3 separate regions of the Mus musculus genome follow, and all the other regions are linked to region 3. The links are chromatin contacts, called in public HiChIP or PLAC-seq and promoter capture Hi-C maps. All regions are on one chromosome and are shown on one strand. Each heading gives the region's core, a stretch centred on a gene start, on an enhancer-like site or on the middle of the called end of the contact. The rest is flanking DNA. Distances are from core to core; before and after follow the strand shown.

Region 1 (2,700 bases), core at 186-2,685, 640 kb after region 3:
TCAGCACTAGATGTGGATCTTTCCACCTTCTGCCGTGGGATGGCACAGCATGAAGATCCTCCTGGCCAGATAAGTATTTTGAGCTCCCCCGAACCTAGAACAGTAAGACCTAATTCTCTATTCTTTATAAACTACCCTGGATATTCTGTTACAAATGGACTAAGAATAGCGGTGCTTTGCTGAGTCTAAAGGAAGTGGGCTCTTTTTCTCTGCATCCTCTTCCCGAATAACACCACTCACATCTCTTTCTTCTGTTCTATAAGAGCTACAGTCCAGACATCTGTACCCTACAGTCAGACGCCTCAGCCTGCCCAGTGGGCAGGATTTTAATAAAAGAAACTATCACTCATGTGAGCCACAGAGAGTTGTGTACCAACCAGAGGCTAATCTTTTCTGTGTCTTGAGCTTGTGCAAGTCAGAGAGGAAACAGAACCCCATCTCACAACTTGAAGACAGTCATAGCATTGAAGGTATCCCTGCCTAAGCTGAAGAGTCTTCTGCTCCTGTTTACCTTGGTTTTATGACTCCAGGTCTAGGAAGGGAAGGAGAGGAGGAAACCCGAGGCAATACAACCTCTTCACCACAGACACAACCACAGCCTCCACCATCCAAGGTCCGAGCAAAACAAGTCTCCCCCACCAGGCCGTGCTCCTCAGCCAAGCATTCTCATGTCTGGGAAAGGAATTCGTCTTTCGCAGAAGACATTAGCAAACACAGCCATAAACTTGGAATCCGCAGTCTGACATGTCAGAGGCTCAGAAGAAAGCTTTAACTCCTGAAAGCCGCTCTACCACGTCATCTCTTGAACATCCAGAGTTGAAATGTGGCCGGCGATGGCTGGGTGCCCATCCCATTATGTGCAGACTTAAGCATCTGTGGCATGGTGTTTTCTCAGTCAAACCTTTAAATCAAACTCAGTACACCGGATAGAAAGGCATCCAAGCTATCTCTTGGGGCTGAAAATAGATGCCCAGCACACTTTTGAATTCCATCTATAAAGGGTTTGGGGATAACTTCTCAAGAGCCTGCTAATCTGTTGATCACATCTGAACATTTGTAGCTGCTAACTCTCCTTAAGGCAATCTGAATGGGGATTCAGCAGACTGACCCGCGGCTAAGGCTAAAAATTAAGTACATGTGCAGTTTTGAGCTTCTCCATGTCTCAATTTTATTCGTGTATTTACCTACAAGTGCTGAGCTGATGTCGGAGTTTAATCTCAGCTCTTTCTTCTGTTATAAGAAAAACTTCACAACTTCCTGTTGGCCCGTGACCGTGTATTTATATCTCATGCATATACTCCCATAAAACCCGTAGCTGGAGATGTGTCTGTCACCAGCCAGACTCTGCAAAGACAAGAGAAACTAAGCAGTGTGCCTGTCCCCAAGGTGTCCATAAACATAAGAGCCGGAGGAACTCACTTCCTGTGGAAACAACACAGGCCTCAGTGACTCAGTGTGGCAACAGCTTCTCCCTCTCCTAGCTTGGGTAGGAGGGACCTACTCCACACAGCTGCTCAAAGCCTCTGGGGCTGGCAGACGTTTGGTTTGCTTTTGGTTTTTTTGTTTTGTTTATGAAACAATATTCCCAACTCATGATCCCACTGCCTCAGTTTCTTCCGTGCTGGGATTATAGGTGGGTGCCATAGCTGGCTTTCAATCTCTCTTCACTAGACCCACAGATATAGGGAGGAGAAAACATGAAAGGAGACAGAGAACCAGGGTTTGGGGACCGACTACTCCCACCCACAACCCATATGCAGAGCCACACCGACTGGCAGCCGCAAGGATGCCACTGTGCAGATAAGCCGAGGCCCACAAAGGAAAAGGCAAAGAAAGAACATGAAACTCAACACCATGTGTGAACACCCTCCCACTGGGTGTGAACACACCACTCACTCCACATAGGAACTCGGCACTCATGCCATGTGTGTGAGCGCACACTCCTACCACCTGTATACACACTCTCGCTATGAATGAACTCTCACCACATGTGAACTGGTCAAACACACACATACATCAAGTATGAACATGCGGCTCATGCCACATGTGTATTACACGTGAATGCACACACTCCCACCGCATAAGAACTTGAAAATTTGTACTGCATGTGAGCACACACTCACCACATATGAATACTTCCCACATGTGACCAAACGCTCCCACTGCTCCGGGGCACACACTCACAGTACACGAGCAAACACCAGTCCCAGGAGTCTAATGACCCTAGTGTGACCATGGAATGCCTTTGTCCTCTGTGCTTCTTCAGCTGACACTGAGCTCTTCACAGCAAAGCCTTCTTGCTCCTCAGATTCACACACAAATTTAGAGTGTACATTTTAAAAAAAAAGATTTATTTATTTTATGTATGTGAGTACACTGTCGCTGTCTTCAGACACACCAGAAGAAGGGCATCAGATCCCGTTACAGATGGTTGTGAGCCACCATGTGGTTGCTGGGAATTGAACTCAGGACCTCTGGAAGAGCAGTCAGTGCTCTTAACCACTGAGCCATCTCTCCAGTCCCTGCACATTTTTTTAATCTTTCACCAACACAGCACAAATAGCAGAGCAGGTAGATAAAGTAATTTCTCCATAGACAGTGTGAGGTGGGTGTGTGTTTCTGTGTGTGTATGTGTGTGTGTGTGTGTGTGTGTGTGTGTGTGTGTGGTATGTGTATGTGTGTATGGTGTATGTGTATATA
Region 2 (2,700 bases), core at 84-2,583, 770 kb after region 3:
GTAGGGCTGCCAAATTTCAACACAGGGATCTGGGAGGTACTCTTTCAGTAGCAGGATATATGGCAGGAACTTCCCGACTGTGTTGGGAGGTCTCTGGGCCATCCCCATCCCTGGCCCTGGTGATCCCTGTCCACCTAGAAGTGGTAATGACACCTTGTTTATTCCTCATGTAGTTAATGACACCAAACTGTCAACATCTCTGATTTGCCCTCTACAGTTTTATGCTCTGGTTAGGGGCTGTGCAGGTTCCAGGAGACCTTATGAAAGGTGGCCCTGGCATTTTCTGCCTGCTGTTTCTGTGTCTTTTGTGTATTGCATAGTAAAACCTTTCCTGCTTTGATTTTTTTTCTTTTTTTTTAAGCCCACAAGTTCGAGTAGTCTTGGTTTCATCCCTCCCTATCCTCTGCTTAAAATGGTTGACTGTGTGCTAACACTGGCCTTTCTTAACGTGTGGTTCTAGTTCAGGGCATGCATTGGAAATGTGCTAAAATGTCATTCTTTTTTAAAGCTTTTTTAAATGTTTCCTTGTTTGTGCATCACAACATGCATGTGGAAGTCAGAGGACAGCTTGTGAGAGTCAGTTTTCTCTTCCCATTTGTGGGTCCCAGGAATCAAACTCAGAATGTCATGGGGGGGGGGGGCGGGTGGGGAGGGAGGGAGGAAGCACCTTTACTCACTGAGTCATCTCCTTGACCTAAAATGCCATTTTGTATTTATCTATTTACTTGCTTATTTATTTAATGTTTATGGGTACACTGTCACTGTCTTTAGACACACCAGAAGAGGGCATCGGATGCCATTACAGATGGTTGTGAGCCACCATGTGGATGCTGGGAATTGACCTTAGGACCTCTGGAAGAGTAGTCAGTGCTCTTAACCTCTGAGCCATTTCTCCAGCCTCAAAATGTTATCTTTCACAGCCTGCCCCACTCCACACACGCTGATTCTCCTAGTTTGCGCTGGGGACACTCTGCTGCTCTGCTTCCTGGCTAGCTCTGAGAAAATAAGTCAGGGCGGGGCAGACACTGCCAGCACCTTCCTGTTCTTGGTGGCAGTTGCCCTGTGTGGTTCACCTGGCAGATGTGCTGATGTGCCGCACATGACAGCAGACTGCTCTCTTGGGCAGTACTGTTCCTGAGTCTCATGCGCATATGTTAGTGTGTGCGTGTCTGATTCACTTGGGTTCTGCTCATCCCCCCTTTCCAATTCTTGTTTCAGACCCTGGTAACACCACAGGAACACAGCCAAGTCCTGAATACCGACATGTCTGACAGTGCTGATCCCTAGGTGAGTAACCAAATCCACTGCCAAGGAAGATTCCTTGGGAGGTGGCCCCATGAGTCAGCAGTCCGTCTGGTCTATAGCTGGCCCCGTGGTGCGATTAGAGAACCTAGAAAAGCCTGTCTGGGTGAGGGATGGGGGCATTGAAGGTTCCGCGTGGATGGAGGGAGAATGGCTGCCAGCAAGATGCTTCTGGGTAAAGCATATTGAGATGGTGAATTGCTCACTTTTCTGTTGAATTCCCAACAACAGCAACTTAAGGAAGGAGGGAAGGGTTCATTCTGGCTCAGTTTAGGACAAAGCCTGCAGGGGCAGGTGGACAGCAGGAGCTTGAGACCTCGGATCTGGCCACATCTGCAGTGCAGAAGCCGAGGGAAACAATGTTGCACTTCAGCTGGCCTTCTCTTTATTCAGCCGGGAACCCCACCCCACAGGATAGAACAACCCATACTCAGGGCTGGTCTTTCAGCCTCAGTTGAACCTCTCTGGAAACATCCTCACAGACATACCCACCAGTGCGTGCTTCCGTAGGACTCTAAATCCCATCTGTTGACAAGGGAAATTTACCATCAAAACACCTGAGTCAGCACCAGCTTCCGGGCAAGACAGGAGGGAGCTGGGGTTGAGTCCTGGCATGAGTTATCTACCCTTATACTGCTCCACCTAAAAAAATCCCCTGGGATTTCAGGAGCATGCACTGCGTCTCTGAAGGTAGCCTGTCTCCCTCCCGAGAGAGCTTCCTTGCTTCTCTCCAGTGCTCCCAGCTACTGTGTGACCATGGAGTATTTAAGTCTGTGGAGATGACATGCCAGCCCTTCATGGACACTCACTACACTAGTGTGACTGGACTGGTGAACAGGCTGTTGTATATGGGCCCTGTTGCAAGGGCAGTAGCTATGCCATCCCGTCTCAGTAGCTCCCGGAGAGTATTGGTACTCTTTTTGACATGTGTGAGGAGGAAACTCCATATGGTGAAGGCAGCATCCCCAGCCATTTTCTCAGGAGTGTCTCCAGCTTTGTCTGTGACCTCCTCCCTACCAATTCGAGTCTCCTGTCACTGCTTGCCCCATCCCAGGTCCCCCAAGTGCCTGCCACTTCCTGGCTGACCAAATCATGGATGCGGAGCAGCCAGTCAAACCCCACATCTTCCTCCACAGCAGGGGCCTAGAGGCTCTGACTGAAGGTTTATAGGAACACACCTGCATTCAGTGGGCTTTCTTAACGTGGCTTTTGTCTCCCGCCATATCTCAAGTGTCTGAGTCTTGTCTGGAAGCCCCATTCGTTGGGTTGGCCGGCTGTTAGCACAGCACTTGGGCTTGTGGCTCGGAGGCTTGTCCAAGCGTCTGCTTTCACATCATGGATATAGTCGAGCCCTTATCTGCTGTTCCACTGTGTGCATGTTTGTTCCCTGAAATCAAC
Region 3 (2,700 bases), core at 100-2,599:
ACTGTGGACATGTGGACTTCCTGCTCACAGGCATATTCAAAGTAGGGCTACATTTGTGAAGGCCACTCTCAAATGGCCTTGTTAAAAATGGTCTACTCCCTTCTTATTTTAGTAGCCATAGCACTAAGGCCAGAGTCAAGCTGAACTAAGGAACAAAGATGTTATCTTAACTGTAAATAGTGAAAGCATATCTTAGGTAAGATTTCAAAACAAACAAACAAACAAACAAACATGTTTCCTGTGAATAGCAGGGCAGAGATTTGCTTTGCAAACCAACTTCAAAGGATTATATCCTCTGAAATTACAGGACTCCAGAACTTACCCAAACAGAAAAGTGACTATATTATAGCTTACAGAATCTGTAAGCTAAGCCTAATTTAGAAGATACAGGCCCCATTTTGTAATTCTTTTACCACATCACCAAAGGACAAAGATAAGGATAAAAAAAGAAAAAAAGAGTTTCCTCCAGCCATAGAGTGCAAGTATGATATAGGTAGATGTTCCTGTCCAGCGCTTACAAAATGTCAGTACAGCATATTCTCTCTCTCTCTCTCTCTCTCTCTCTCTCTCTCTCTCTCTCTCTCTCTCTCTCTCTCTCTCTCTCTCTCTCTCTGTTAATTCTTTGAAATGGTCATGAAAAGCTGCTGAGCAGCGTGGTCCCCCAAGCTTACCCAAAGAGGTGATGTCAGAGCCCTGTCCTGTTAAAACGCTTGAATTCTTGTAGTATGGTTGCCTTTCAGGCAGGGAATTTCTTGGCACCTCTAAGTGACAGGCTGTCTTGTGATTTAGCACATGTGACTACTATTGTCGACTTGACAGAATCTAGAGTCACCTGGAGACGGGCCTCAGGCTTGTGGGAGGAGAGATTATCTTGATTACTTAAGTGTTGTGCAAAGGCCGGTCTTGACTGTGGGCTAGACCATTCCTGGGTACAGGATCCTGGACTATACAAATTGATCTCGGTAGCAGCGTGCTTCCACAGTCGTCTAAGTTCTGATTACCGATGCGATGTGATCAGCCATTTCAAGATTTTTTTTTTCCTGCTTTGCTTTTTTACTCTGAACTATGAGCCAGAGCAAACCCAGTTTTCCTTAGCTTGTTTTTGTCACAGCTACAGGAACAGAAACCTTGCCCAGTGACCAAGTCTTATTGCGTGGTAAGCAGTGATTAAGTACACTAGGGTAGGAGCATAGTTTTAAACACAGGAATCCACTGTCCTTTCAACGGAATGATTTTTGATTCATTTAATTTTCAGAAAATTCTAGTCTCTTGTCATCTATTCCAGAAGCTTTCGGTAGAGGGCAGCTGAAGGCTCCCGGTGAAAAGCAGGCCACCGCAACGAGCAACCACTGTGCTTGCAGGAGCTTGAGGAGGGTGGAGCCGGAGGCCGGGAGGCTAGAGCCAGAGAGCACCGCGTGGGAGGACTGCACAGGGCCAGGCGCGCGTGCGGGCGGTGCAGGGAGCGGTGCTGGAGGTTGTAAGGCTGTGCAGAGAGCTCGGGCGGGTGCATAAGGCAGAGAGGGGCAGACAGAGAGGGGCAGCACAGGGGGCAGGACGTTGCATTGGGCGTTGCACTGGAGGTGCAGGGCTCTGGACATTGCACTGGGGGTGCGGTGCACAGGGCGGTGCGGGGCGCAGGGCAGCTGACAGCGTCATCAGGCGGGAGCAGCGCGCACTCCGCCTCAGCAGCCACCGCATCGCGCTGCGCGCAGCGGGTCCCGGAGCTGCGCCTGGAGACCTGCGGCTCTGAGCCGGCTCTCCCCAGGTAAGCAAGCCACCACGGCTCTCGGCTGGAGCTGGATACAGCTCGCGGGTGCCCGGCGCTTTTGGCCAGTCCTGGGAGCCAGAGGAGCAGGATTACTCTCTGGGGCTGAAGATCAGTATGTATCCCAGGACTTGGAGAGGGGGACCAGCCAGCCTCATCCTGCATCCTTCCAGGAGGGGAGGGCGAGGACGAAGCCATAGCTCAGTTGGGAGAACGTTAGACTGAACACCTAACATTGCTTTGAAGGGGCAAAACCTCAGGGTCTTACCCAAGATTAGGGATCCCGTCCTAACAGGAGTTGCGGTTGGGGAAATTCTTTGACTGCAGGTATTCTAATGAATGCGGAAGATTCCATCGATTTAGGAAAAGTCTCCTAAAGAGGTACAGCTAGAGAAAGAAACATTCAGAGCCAAGAAGAAATGGCTAGGGGATTCCTGATGTTTGGATCCCAACCTCTAGACTTAACGCTCTGGAAAGGGACCCGCCCCAATGTCTCATTTCCTATTTTAAAGACCAGGCTTGGGATATCCACGGGACTCCCCTTCTTCTCCCGGTGGGAGCTCAGGCAAGTCTCAGCATCTAGTCCAGGCAGAAGAACGTGGGTCTCCATCAGAGGACAATGACAGCTGGCTGCCCAAGGGTTGGACTTCCCCACCCTGCTTTGCGATTCCATGTCCCAGTTCATATTCTTTGGGGTTGGGGGATCTTTGGAACTGGACACCACACATCTCGGTTGTTCCATGCCTTCAAAGGTGGAACACAGTATAACTTGGGTGGAGGAATCCGTGCCCAGCCAGCCTTGTTTAGGAATTCATTTCACATTTTGGTTCTTGTTAGCTTTTAATCGGGCCCCCGTGCATACTAGTTTATACTAGCAGAAGTTTTGTGATTTGCTTAAAAGAAAAAAAAACCCATAAAATATTATTTTAAATGAC

The links. Promoter capture Hi-C pulls out the DNA fragments that hold promoters and counts their contacts. HiChIP or PLAC-seq counts read pairs in DNA pulled down with a chosen protein or histone mark.
Region 1: a contact with region 3 is called in a promoter capture Hi-C map of neutrophils, with 3 times the contacts expected there. The contact joins the enhancer-like site here to the promoter of Diras2 in region 3. A contact is called at or near these places in 4 of 39 promoter capture datasets (cranial neural crest, liver, neutrophils and 1 more) and 1 of 9 other capture datasets (liver).
Region 2: an HNF4G HiChIP or PLAC-seq map of pancreatic cancer cells shows a contact between it and region 3. The contact joins the enhancer-like site here to the promoter of Diras2 in region 3. A contact is called at or near these places in 4 of 39 promoter capture datasets (liver, neutrophils and pre-B cells), 4 of 115 datasets of contacts at active chromatin or transcription factors (bone marrow-derived macrophages, double positive thymocytes, embryonic stem cells and 1 more) and 1 of 9 other capture datasets (adipose tissue).

What each region holds. Positions count from the first base shown.
Region 1 is chr13:51,885,011-51,887,710 of GRCm38.p6, reverse strand. No RefSeq gene overlaps it. Among named protein-coding and RNA genes, the nearest start is that of Gadd45g, 40 kb to the right of the region's middle. Within about 2 kb of position 1,435, at least 95 of the 459 cell types and tissues checked have an H3K27ac peak or open chromatin away from gene starts, as enhancers often do. A contact at or near this core is called in neutrophils, where this site is marked.
Region 2 is chr13:51,761,839-51,764,538 of GRCm38.p6, reverse strand. It overlaps Sema4d (sema domain, immunoglobulin domain (Ig), transmembrane domain (TM) and short cytoplasmic domain, (semaphorin) 4D), which reads left to right. Exons shown (of 16, transcript NM_013660.5): 2 at 1,219-1,287. Among named protein-coding and RNA genes, the nearest start is that of Sema4d, 30 kb to the left of the region's middle. Within about 2 kb of position 1,333, at least 72 of the 459 cell types and tissues checked have an H3K27ac peak or open chromatin away from gene starts, as enhancers often do. A contact at or near this core is called in double positive thymocytes and pancreatic cancer cells, where this site is marked.
Region 3 is chr13:52,529,485-52,532,184 of GRCm38.p6, reverse strand. It overlaps Diras2 (DIRAS family, GTP-binding RAS-like 2), which reads left to right and starts at 1,349. Exons shown (of 2, transcript NM_001024474.2): 1 at 1,349-1,765.